Linked DNA regions of Bicyclus anynana: region 1 is linked to region 2. A link is a contact called in public Hi-C data. All regions are on one chromosome and are shown on one strand. The core of a region is the stretch at or near the end of the contact, and the rest is flanking DNA. Distances in the headings are between cores, read along the strand shown.

Region 1 (5,024 bases), core at 494-2,993, 62 kb before region 2:
AAGTACTTCAAATTACCTTTATCATTAGCATCCGTAGTAATCTTTACAGAGTAAAAATTACTAAGCTAACCCCGCCAACGCGCATTGGCGTGGTGGGTCTTAGCCAAATATCGTCTGCTATACGGGTGTGGAGGTCTCTTGTAAATAGGCTGATATTTATGATCTTTCGACTTTGACTAGTTAGGTCAGTTAATATGACCAATATTCTCCTTAATACCTGTTAATTTAAGCAAGAGGCTTATAGTCCAGTTACATTATAAATTTGGAAATCCAATGACGTGGGGGGAAAATGCACATAGGAAATCTCGGTCGAGAATTGGAAGTTAAGCTTTCCAGGCCACCTCATATTTAAAAGTAGCTGACGCCGCGCGGATTCACTTGCGTGGTTTCCGTTCCCGTGGGAATACGTTATACTTGCATTTCTAAGTCGAATTTTACGTAACAATGACTGTAATACTATGTTAGAATAGGAATAATTCCACAGGCAGGAATCGAACCCAAGACATAGACAAAGAAACTCATTAAATATATATTTTAAACATAGACAGATCAAAAGTTTTAATAAAGTCATAAAAGTTTGAAATAAACATTATCGACCAGCCTCCGACGTCATGACTATATTTTAGTGAAGACACATTAATCAACAGAAGGAATGTCCTGATAAATTAGTATGCGGTTTCTATTAATATCAGAGTTTATTTGCGTATACTCTTCTATAAATAACACTCTGACGTAGTTTATACAGAATGTTCCGAGAACCGATAAATATCTTACTCTTTGTCATCCTATATCCCCCTCCCCCTCTCCTATAAGAAGGAAAACCTAGGCCTAAGGTAAACATTTGACACCCGTACGATATTACTACCCCTATATGGAGGGAGGCCTGGAGTGGACTGTTAAAATCGTCTAATAATGATGATGATGATATTACTACAAATAACCGCATGTCATATTAAATCTCATCATTATCAGCCTATTTTGCCAGGCCACTATATAGCCAGACCTCCCTCATTATAGGAGAGGGTATATGGAGCTTAGACCCACCACTATCATATCTTAATGATAATGACCGGGACCTACGGCTTAAAGTACTTTCCAAGGCGCGGGCACCATTTTCCCAACTCCTTGCTGATAATAACTTTAATTAACTGAATATTTTATAAAATAAAGAAATCTCAGTATCTCATAAGCCCGTGATCCTAAGCCACAAAGCCTAACCACTGGTTCAATGAGGCAATTAGATATTAAATGTGTATCACTTAATATCTATCCTATCAGAACATAAATGTGAAAATGGGAGCCAAATTCAATAACACAAGTGTGTCGTAACAAATCTAAGTGGGTGCCAAATTCGATAGATTATAGAACTTAGAATACATTAAAGCTATAAGCTATAGAGTTATTAAGTAGACAAAAATGGCCTCAAATGGTTCGTGTAAAGATACCTTGTCACTTTGTCAGCCGTCTTCTCTAACTTGACTGACGCTCTTCCACGCGTCTCAATACAATTATGCAGTTAATATTACCATACAGAGTTAAGTGGCGTGTCTAGTTAGCAAAAGCACTATCGCTCGTCATTTAAACAAGGTCGTACAAAATGGATTTGCGGTTGAATTAATTTTACATCCTAAGATCGAACGAGTCTTGTAGAACCAGGAAGGACGCAGGACGCTCGCTCGACCACAACCGCGGACACGTGGCTGTGGCCTTCCCTTTATGCCGTCGTAATAACCCAAAGCCTATTTTTCCTTGAATTCCTTTTGCGGACACGACCTTTCGTTACAAGATGACGTGTCCGGCCCTTAGTTTATTACAGAGCACTCCGCATTGCATTTATTACAACTAAACAATGTGTTTGAAACCCTAGAGAGATAGCAACGATGTAATTTTGATGACAACGATGAAATTTTGATGACAATGTTGAGGAAACGTGTAATTATAGTGTAGTAATTTTTTATTTAGATTAATTTTCACCTCAGACAATTTTCTAAGAATTCTAAGAAAGAATTTCTGAAACAATATAAGTAATATATATAGTAGTAGTATACTCAGTACTGTATCTCGTACATCTGTCCGATACTAGTTCGTATAACGTGTGTGCAATAACTTGACTTTACCAACCATAATCATACAAACACAGTACATACATCATTCGAGCCAGGTGACGAGTTTATTTGCACGAGCTGTATGTTTTTTGTTTTCCCGCTACGGTTGATACATCAAAACTATCCCATAATAAAACTATTTATTATGAGATATAAGAAATAAAGTTCAAAAAAGTAACACAACCAATAAGAACTAGGTGGAACATTTAAGTATAGCCATTTCCAAGCAACATCACAATCTAACATAAAAGTAAAACTTCGAGAGAATTATTTATTATACTAAAACACTAGGCTACTAAAATATTATATTACAACTATTTTGTGACAATATAATCACCCTGTATAACGAAACCAGATACATTAAAAATCAGGTATCTACAAACATTTAAAAATAATCACTGAACGGTGTATTTGAATTAAAAGTCTTTATATCGGTTTATATTAATAACAAACGTTGAATTAATTAGGTATACAACAATTTATATGAGTCAGAGACCAGCACAAAATATTTGCATCAGGCAACAACAAAAAACCGTTATTTTAAAATTAAAGATCTTATGGTGCATTCACACCAACAATACCACTTAATAAGTCAACATGATTACATTAAATAACTTAACATTTGGCGACTTAATGCAGTGATAAACACATTTTTAATATCCGTTGTTGCCCAATATCATTTGTAAACATTGTTCAACCTTTTTTACGGCCTTCGTGGCGCAGTGGTATGCGTGGTGGATAAATAAGACGGAGGTCCTGGGTTCGATCCCCGGCTGGGCCGATTGATTGGTACAGGTCTGCTCGTGGGAGGTTTCAGCCGTGACCACCTTACCGAAAAAGACGTAACGCCGAACCGAAAAGGGGATTTTTATCCACCTCCTAACAAGTTAACCCTCCTCCATCTTAGATTACATCATTGCTTACCATCTGGTGAGATTGTAGTCAAGGGATAACTTGTAAAGAAATAGCCTGTGTTTATCCAGAGTAAAATCTATTTCCATTCCAAATTTCAGCCAAATCGGTTTAGCAGCCGCAGCGTAAAAGAGTGTGACGAGTCTGTTTGTTAGAGTGCCACAGACAGACTAACAAACAGACTCGTCAAACTTATAACTCCCATTTTTTTGCGTCGGGGGTTAAAATAGAATGACCGATATGATAATATTATGTATGAGCCTCCAGTATCGTGTTAGAATGCAACAGGTAATGTGCGTTACTTACTTGCACGACCACTACTCAAGGTCATCAAGATAGTAATCCAACCAGAAAATCCCAACTAACATTATAAATGCGCATACTAGTTGGTTTGTATGAATGCGAGGAAAAAAAATATCTATACTTAAGCTAGAAAAAAAAGTTCTGCAACAAACGTCCAGTATTGCCTTACATGAATTAACAAAATGTACATGAACGCAAAAAAATCTGGGGGCAAATATTAGTACTACACCGTAGCTTAGCTTGTTATATTCATTCACAGACATCTTTGAACCCCGAAGATAAATGAATATTAAAATTCATAAAATAACGTAGGCATATGTAGTGCAGTTAACAAGATTTTGTTGTAGCTTATATCCCGCTCAATCAATCAATAATAAGAGACGAATAACTTAGCATTCCACAGATTCACCATCCACTTGAGACCCGGGTGTGGGTGAAGAAGTTCCTTAGTCCACGTGCATAAATGCTCTAATATCAGATAAAATAAACCCCTAACACGAAGAGTTTATTATGTTAGTTTAGGAGTTATAATGGCAAGCTTCAAACTTTATCATTCGATTACGAAGCAGTACCATGTAATTGCATCGTCACCGAAAATAAGCTAGTCCAGTCCAACGTCCAACATAAATCATCCATAAAGAAATCACCCATACATACTAACAGGACCATTAAGGGATTTCGCACACTAAGCGGCCACGAACAAGACTAGTTGTTGGCCGTGGCCGCAAAAGCTATGGTTTTCCGGCGGCCAGATTTGCAGCCATAACCACGACCGGTCATAAAATTACCATTTGTCAGTTTTAATAAATACTGTATCGCCCCATCTTATTATAGTTGAGAACGCTGCACTCGGTATAGTTTATCAAATACATATGCCTGCTACATATGGTAGTACCCCGTAGGGTAGGTACAATTTCGAGAATGAGATGAACCGCCGATCCCAACTCGGTTGGGCAAGCATTCAGGAAACTTCGCAATATCTTTTGTCCGAAATTCCTGAGGATTATAGAAATAGTGTGTGTTGTCAGTGATAATATGTGGTTCCGAGACTTGATCGCTAACTAAAACTTACTAACTAAAATGTTAATGTAATGCAGTGGTCCATTGACTGACAAGAAGATAATAAATGACTGGGCCGCATTCGCTGTCACAGAAATAGTGCGAGAACGCTCACAGTAAAGTGCACGTAGCTTGGTCGCAACGATCAGTCATGCCTCCTCGATCTGCGGCCAATTGGTCGTGCTCGTGACAGCTTAGTGCACTAGGTGCCTTACTAAAAGCTTGTATAGAGCCAGGTTCCTTCTCTCATAAAGCAGCTACTGTATCGTTCCTATTTACCACAGCTTTTATTTCGTTCTTTCAGGTATTACTTATAGAGGCTGGTGACGCAGAACAAATCTTTATGGACATTCCTGTATTGGCGACAATGCTGCAGTTTACCGAAGCCAATTGGAACTACCAAACGGAACCACAAGTTAGTTTACCACCTTTAAAATATTTATAGGCAAAGCCGTAAACGAGGTAGCGTTTCATAAAATCTGAAAGCTTGCCAGCTCATACTCCTACCCTCAGAAACTTAATAAGGTAATGGTGTGTTTCCAAGGGCAGGGCATGGGCTGAAAAAACTTTCAACTTTGATAAAATTTTGGTAAAGGTTTGTTTCGAAGAGTAGAGACAGGAGCTGACAGACATTCAGCTTTTCTA
Region 2 (4,762 bases), core at 498-2,997:
CATTTATATCATGCCGGCAAAAAAGTTATAAAAGGTCACGAAAATTAGTTTTTCGCAAATATCGCGCGATCTATTGATATCGGAGTACTTTTTTCAAATAATGCGCGACGTCCAAGATGGCAGTCAGGCTATTTGAAATGCACCCTGTTATGAGTATAAAGCAAGTTTTTTAGTTTTAGAAACTATTCATGTTATCTTTAATAGATAAAGAAAGAAGAAAGAAAGAAAGAAAATAAATTTATTCAAATTTAAAAGTTACAAACAGTACCTAACTAACTAACTTAACTTAACTAACTAACTAAAAACAGCATGTCTGTCTGTAACCCTTAAAAAAGAAAGGGTGTACAGCTCAGCATTATGCCGTGTACTATATACAAGCATAACACACGACGCTGATTTTCAGCTGAGACCCGTGTGACGCCACAGCTAACATAAAAAAAAAAATAAAAATGAGAACAAATTCAAGTGAATTAAATTCAATTAGAAGCAGCAAATATGTTTAAAAATAATAATTAAGTACCAATTAAACTACAGATATAAAGATATATAGTGTGATTTATATATGAATTTATAATGTGAAGTGTATTTATTACTAAATGTATAAAATATATATGTACCTATAATAAATAGAAAATCAAGATAAAGAACTAAATTAAGACAAATAACTAAATTAATAACTATTGTATAACAGAAGAAGAGCGTAGGTATATACGAGTATTTCTTATACTACGACTACTACTTTCTTATGTATATATTTCCTATGATAACGTACCTACTTTAAGGGAAACAATCTGGACTCTGGTCGCGGAATGTGTCACTACTGCGTTCAAGAAAATCTCTTTGTGTAAATTAGCCGTTAGGATCAACTCTTTCGTAAATCATCATAAATTCTCGTTATCATTCTTGGCCACTTTAATTCATCCGGTAGGCACTCTAAAAATTGTGCAAATTAATTTCACAATTTTTAGGAAGGTAGATTTTTATTTACTGGTGGACGCATGTAACTTAGTTCAAAAAAAAGGAAGGGTAATGATTTTGGCCACGGCTCTACCATGACCATTTTTGTTCCTATGCATTTCTCTATTTCAATCTGAAATATTTTCTTGTTTCGTTCTTTTTAGACCCCTTTTAACGTAGTCGGGTTACAATTTTTAAACTTATTATTAATAACTTCGTAACGTCCGATCTCGATGAAACTGTAAATAGTTTCGGAGATTATCAATAATCAGACAGACAGGAAAACGTATTTTTTTCGTGTGTCAACGTAAAAGAGATTTTTTTAATCGGTTATGACTCTTCATTTATCTTATCTTGGCAATTTAATTCAAAGTCAAGTCACTATTTTATGACATCTACCAGATGTATATTTGAGAACTACGTATTTTAAGTAACTAACTTTTATTAAATACGTTATTATTAGATTTTATTAGTTTAGCATACAGGCAAGGTATTATCAACCTAAATTGATATCTTGCTATTTAATAATCTGTTAGCGTAAAACAGTTGGCGGCATTCCTCATGGCTGATAATAATTTTTGGTTCACTGCCAAGGAACCTCAACTTTGACTCGTTTTTCTATAATTGTAGAAAATTATCACCTTTAGAACATCCTTTAGTAGACTTCAAATGCAGCAATATATAGTGCTTAGTCACGCACGCCATACTTTAAACGGTTAAGGGATGATTTATATTAGACCAGGCCATGCCTCGGGAGTGCCATTGCGTGGTCCAGACGGGGCACGGATATGAAACGTTTCATACATTTTGTGTGAAGCATTTTATAGCATGATCCGTGTCCTGTCCGGACCACGTGTGCGGCACGACCTCTAAACTGACTTAATTCATCATTTATGTTTTCTAACCCAACTATCATCGGAAATATCGAAATCCCCTTGACGAAAAACGATAAAATTTAAAGGTAGTTATAGCGTCCGCTAAAAATGGATTTTACGTCAAGGCCGGATTAAGGAGGTCTAAGGGCGGACGAAGTCGCGAGCGTCCACTAGCTATGTATATCTTGTACCGTTTGACCGTAGGTAATATAAAAAAAAACAAATTGATGGTGTTATTTTGATGAATCACATTTCGCAAGTTCAACGAACCGGCAATTTTTAGTTCGTTAACCCATGGAAACCGTTCAAAAGTGGTTTTTCAACTGTTATATGAATATACAAGTAAAATGTGTTATGTGACCTACAATCTACACGCATACCAGTTCCAACTCTACAGCAGGATATTGTAATAATCATTTCTCCTGACCTAATTTTAAGCGTATAATCTCGGCGAAGGCTAACAACTTACTAAGTCTACGAAAAAATTGTTAACTAACATAAATTAGCCCTTATAACGTACTATACCTACATTTCAATTTAGTAGCCTCGTCTGTTATTTATTAGCGATAAGAAATAATAATAGATAATATCCTCAGTGACACTATCTATGACGAGATGTATGAAAATGGAGAAAAACAATTTTTCTACAATACACGCGAAAATCAACAATCTGCAACCTTTTGAAATTAATTACGACTGTAAAATGCATCAAAATTGATATTAAATATAAATTGGATTTATTTTAATTTTATTCAAAGGGTTTTTTAAAGCTTTATTAAAAGGTGCTTTAAAGTCATCATTTTAATCAGTAACGCCTTCCGTAGTTTATAAATAAGTAGTTTCAAAACTCGTGGTACTGGTTTTCTTTGTGAAGAAGTAGTAGATACTTTTCGAAGTTCTAGCAATAAATGTTTTGTTTTTCTTTTACAATATGGTTTTAGAGTTACTCGACTCTGAAAAAGATAATCTTATAATACACTAGTATCCTCTTACGCTTCGCGATGGCTTATTGTATTTGCATTAATAAGAAAGAAAAACCGACTCCTTCCTGTTATAACATAATATTTTAAGCGGGTATAATTTATAAAAATATGACCTTATTCGGTACAGGAAATTTAGAGTTTTAACGAACATGAGATTTTTATTTAAGTATATAGATTAACTCACTGGCTGATAGATCAAATTAAATGATATTTAATCATTGCCCACCGTATACTTATGAAATTACTACGTTAACAAAATTAAAAACTTTAATTAATTCAAAATTAACTTATTACTATTGATATATTTCATAGTTATCTTTCTCGCCTTGTACCTGCCCAGGTATCACAGAGCAAATCTCCACATTATTATAAGCACACAAGACGTCTATCATATCCCAAAACCCATAAACCTATTTTTAAAAATTTACAGTGCGGAACCCTCTCCACGTGTACCATTCACACTTTCCCGGTAATTAAGTAAAACATCATACATCATGTTGAAATCTTTCGTACACTACCGTATTAACCGCAAGACTATGGGTTAAATGTTCGCCGGTGTACCAAAACAGCGATGTAACATTTGAAGCTGTATTATTTTACCAAACCAATTATGTGGTCAAAAAATATCGTAAAACTCATGCTGTATGGTCAACTATCTAAGCTTGTCCCCGTCGTGGACAAATTAAAGATGAATTAAAATTTCGTAAAAAGCTGTAGCAAACTTTTGTGAAAAGTAATGATTTCATTATTAAAGTAAAAATATCAAGATTTATACATATAAGTAAATAACCGGGCCGGCTATTTACCGGGCCAGGGATGGGCATTCCCTTTTAACAAGTAAGTAATTCTTATTAGATTTCAGAAAATTAAAATAGCTTTGCTTATAGTAGGTACCTCATCGGCCTGTAAGTTACAGTAATTTGAATACAGTTGTTGCAGTAGGTGGAAGTTAAACATACGAGTAATTGAACATACCAACACACACACACACATACACACACGCATACACACACAACATACCTAACACATTTTCGGGTGTTAGCCACGTACGGTAAGATGTGCCACGAGTAACCTTAGCAACACGTTGACGCCATGACAATCGCATAGGAAATTTTCATATTTGACATCCCTAATGTACCGAGCAACCAAGTAGAACGTGTCAAACACTAAATCACTAAATCTATATATATAAAAATGAATTGCTGTTCGTTAGTCTCGCTAAAACTCGAGAACGGCTTAACGAATTTATCTTATCTTGGTCTTGAAATGTTCGTGGAGGTATAGGGAAGGTTTAAAAGGTGAGAAAAAATCAAATAATTTCCGGGAAAACCCTAAAAACTGCCCTTTTTTATTTCCCATACAAACGTTTAAGAGTCAAGCGATAGGGGTAGGGTAGGGGTAGGGCAGGGGAAGGTTAGGGGTAGGGCAGGGGTAAGGTAGGGGTAGGGTAGGGGTAGGCTAGGGGTAGGATAGGGGTAGAGGTATAGAAGGGTAGAGTAGGGATAGAGAATAAGTGCACATATGTCAACACGAAGCTTGACCGAGTCCGCTAGTTTGTTTATAATTTTACTTGTGCAGATGATTGTCTTACTATGAGGTTCAACTTACTTCCCGGGGTCTATACCTACTGCAGCCCTTGAGGTAGTGCGCGTGTTACTTCAAATCCAATTATTATTAATTGCTATTTATTACAATTTTGTTGAATGAGCAAATAAAATTCAACTTTTGTTTTTTTGGGTATTTAAAAATATAGATTGATGTAAAAAAAAAAAAAATAATGTGCAACTTTTAAAATTATAAATATTACGAGTATGTGATTTTATTGCTTTTATTGTTTTTTTATAACATTCACAAATTATTAAATATTTCCAAAATCGATAATTTATATTATTATGTACGTGTATATGTCGTCTCTATGAACGTAAGTCAAAGTCAAAGTCAAAATTC

Evidence for each region. Hi-C and Micro-C count contacts between places; a contact is called where the count stands out from the background.
Region 1: a Hi-C map of whole larva shows a contact between it and region 2, with 1.6 times the contacts expected there. The contact joins two enhancer-like sites.

The regions. Positions count from the first base shown.
Region 1 is chr8:9,430,675-9,435,698 of ilBicAnyn1.1, reverse strand. All of the region lies in intron 1 of LOC112055976 (flotillin-2), which reads right to left. LOC112049936 (glucose dehydrogenase [FAD, quinone]) reads left to right here. Exons shown (of 5, transcript XM_024088005.2): 3 at 4,684-4,794. Among protein-coding and RNA genes, the nearest start is that of LOC112049936, 12 kb to the left of the region's middle. Within about 2 kb of position 1,743, at least 7 of the 8 cell types and tissues checked have open chromatin away from gene starts, as enhancers often do.
Region 2 is chr8:9,368,611-9,373,372 of ilBicAnyn1.1, reverse strand. The region is part of intron 1 of LOC112055976 (flotillin-2); the gene reads right to left. Among protein-coding and RNA genes, the nearest start is that of LOC112049944, 3.1 kb to the right of the region's middle. Within about 2 kb of position 1,747, at least 7 of the 8 cell types and tissues checked have open chromatin away from gene starts, as enhancers often do.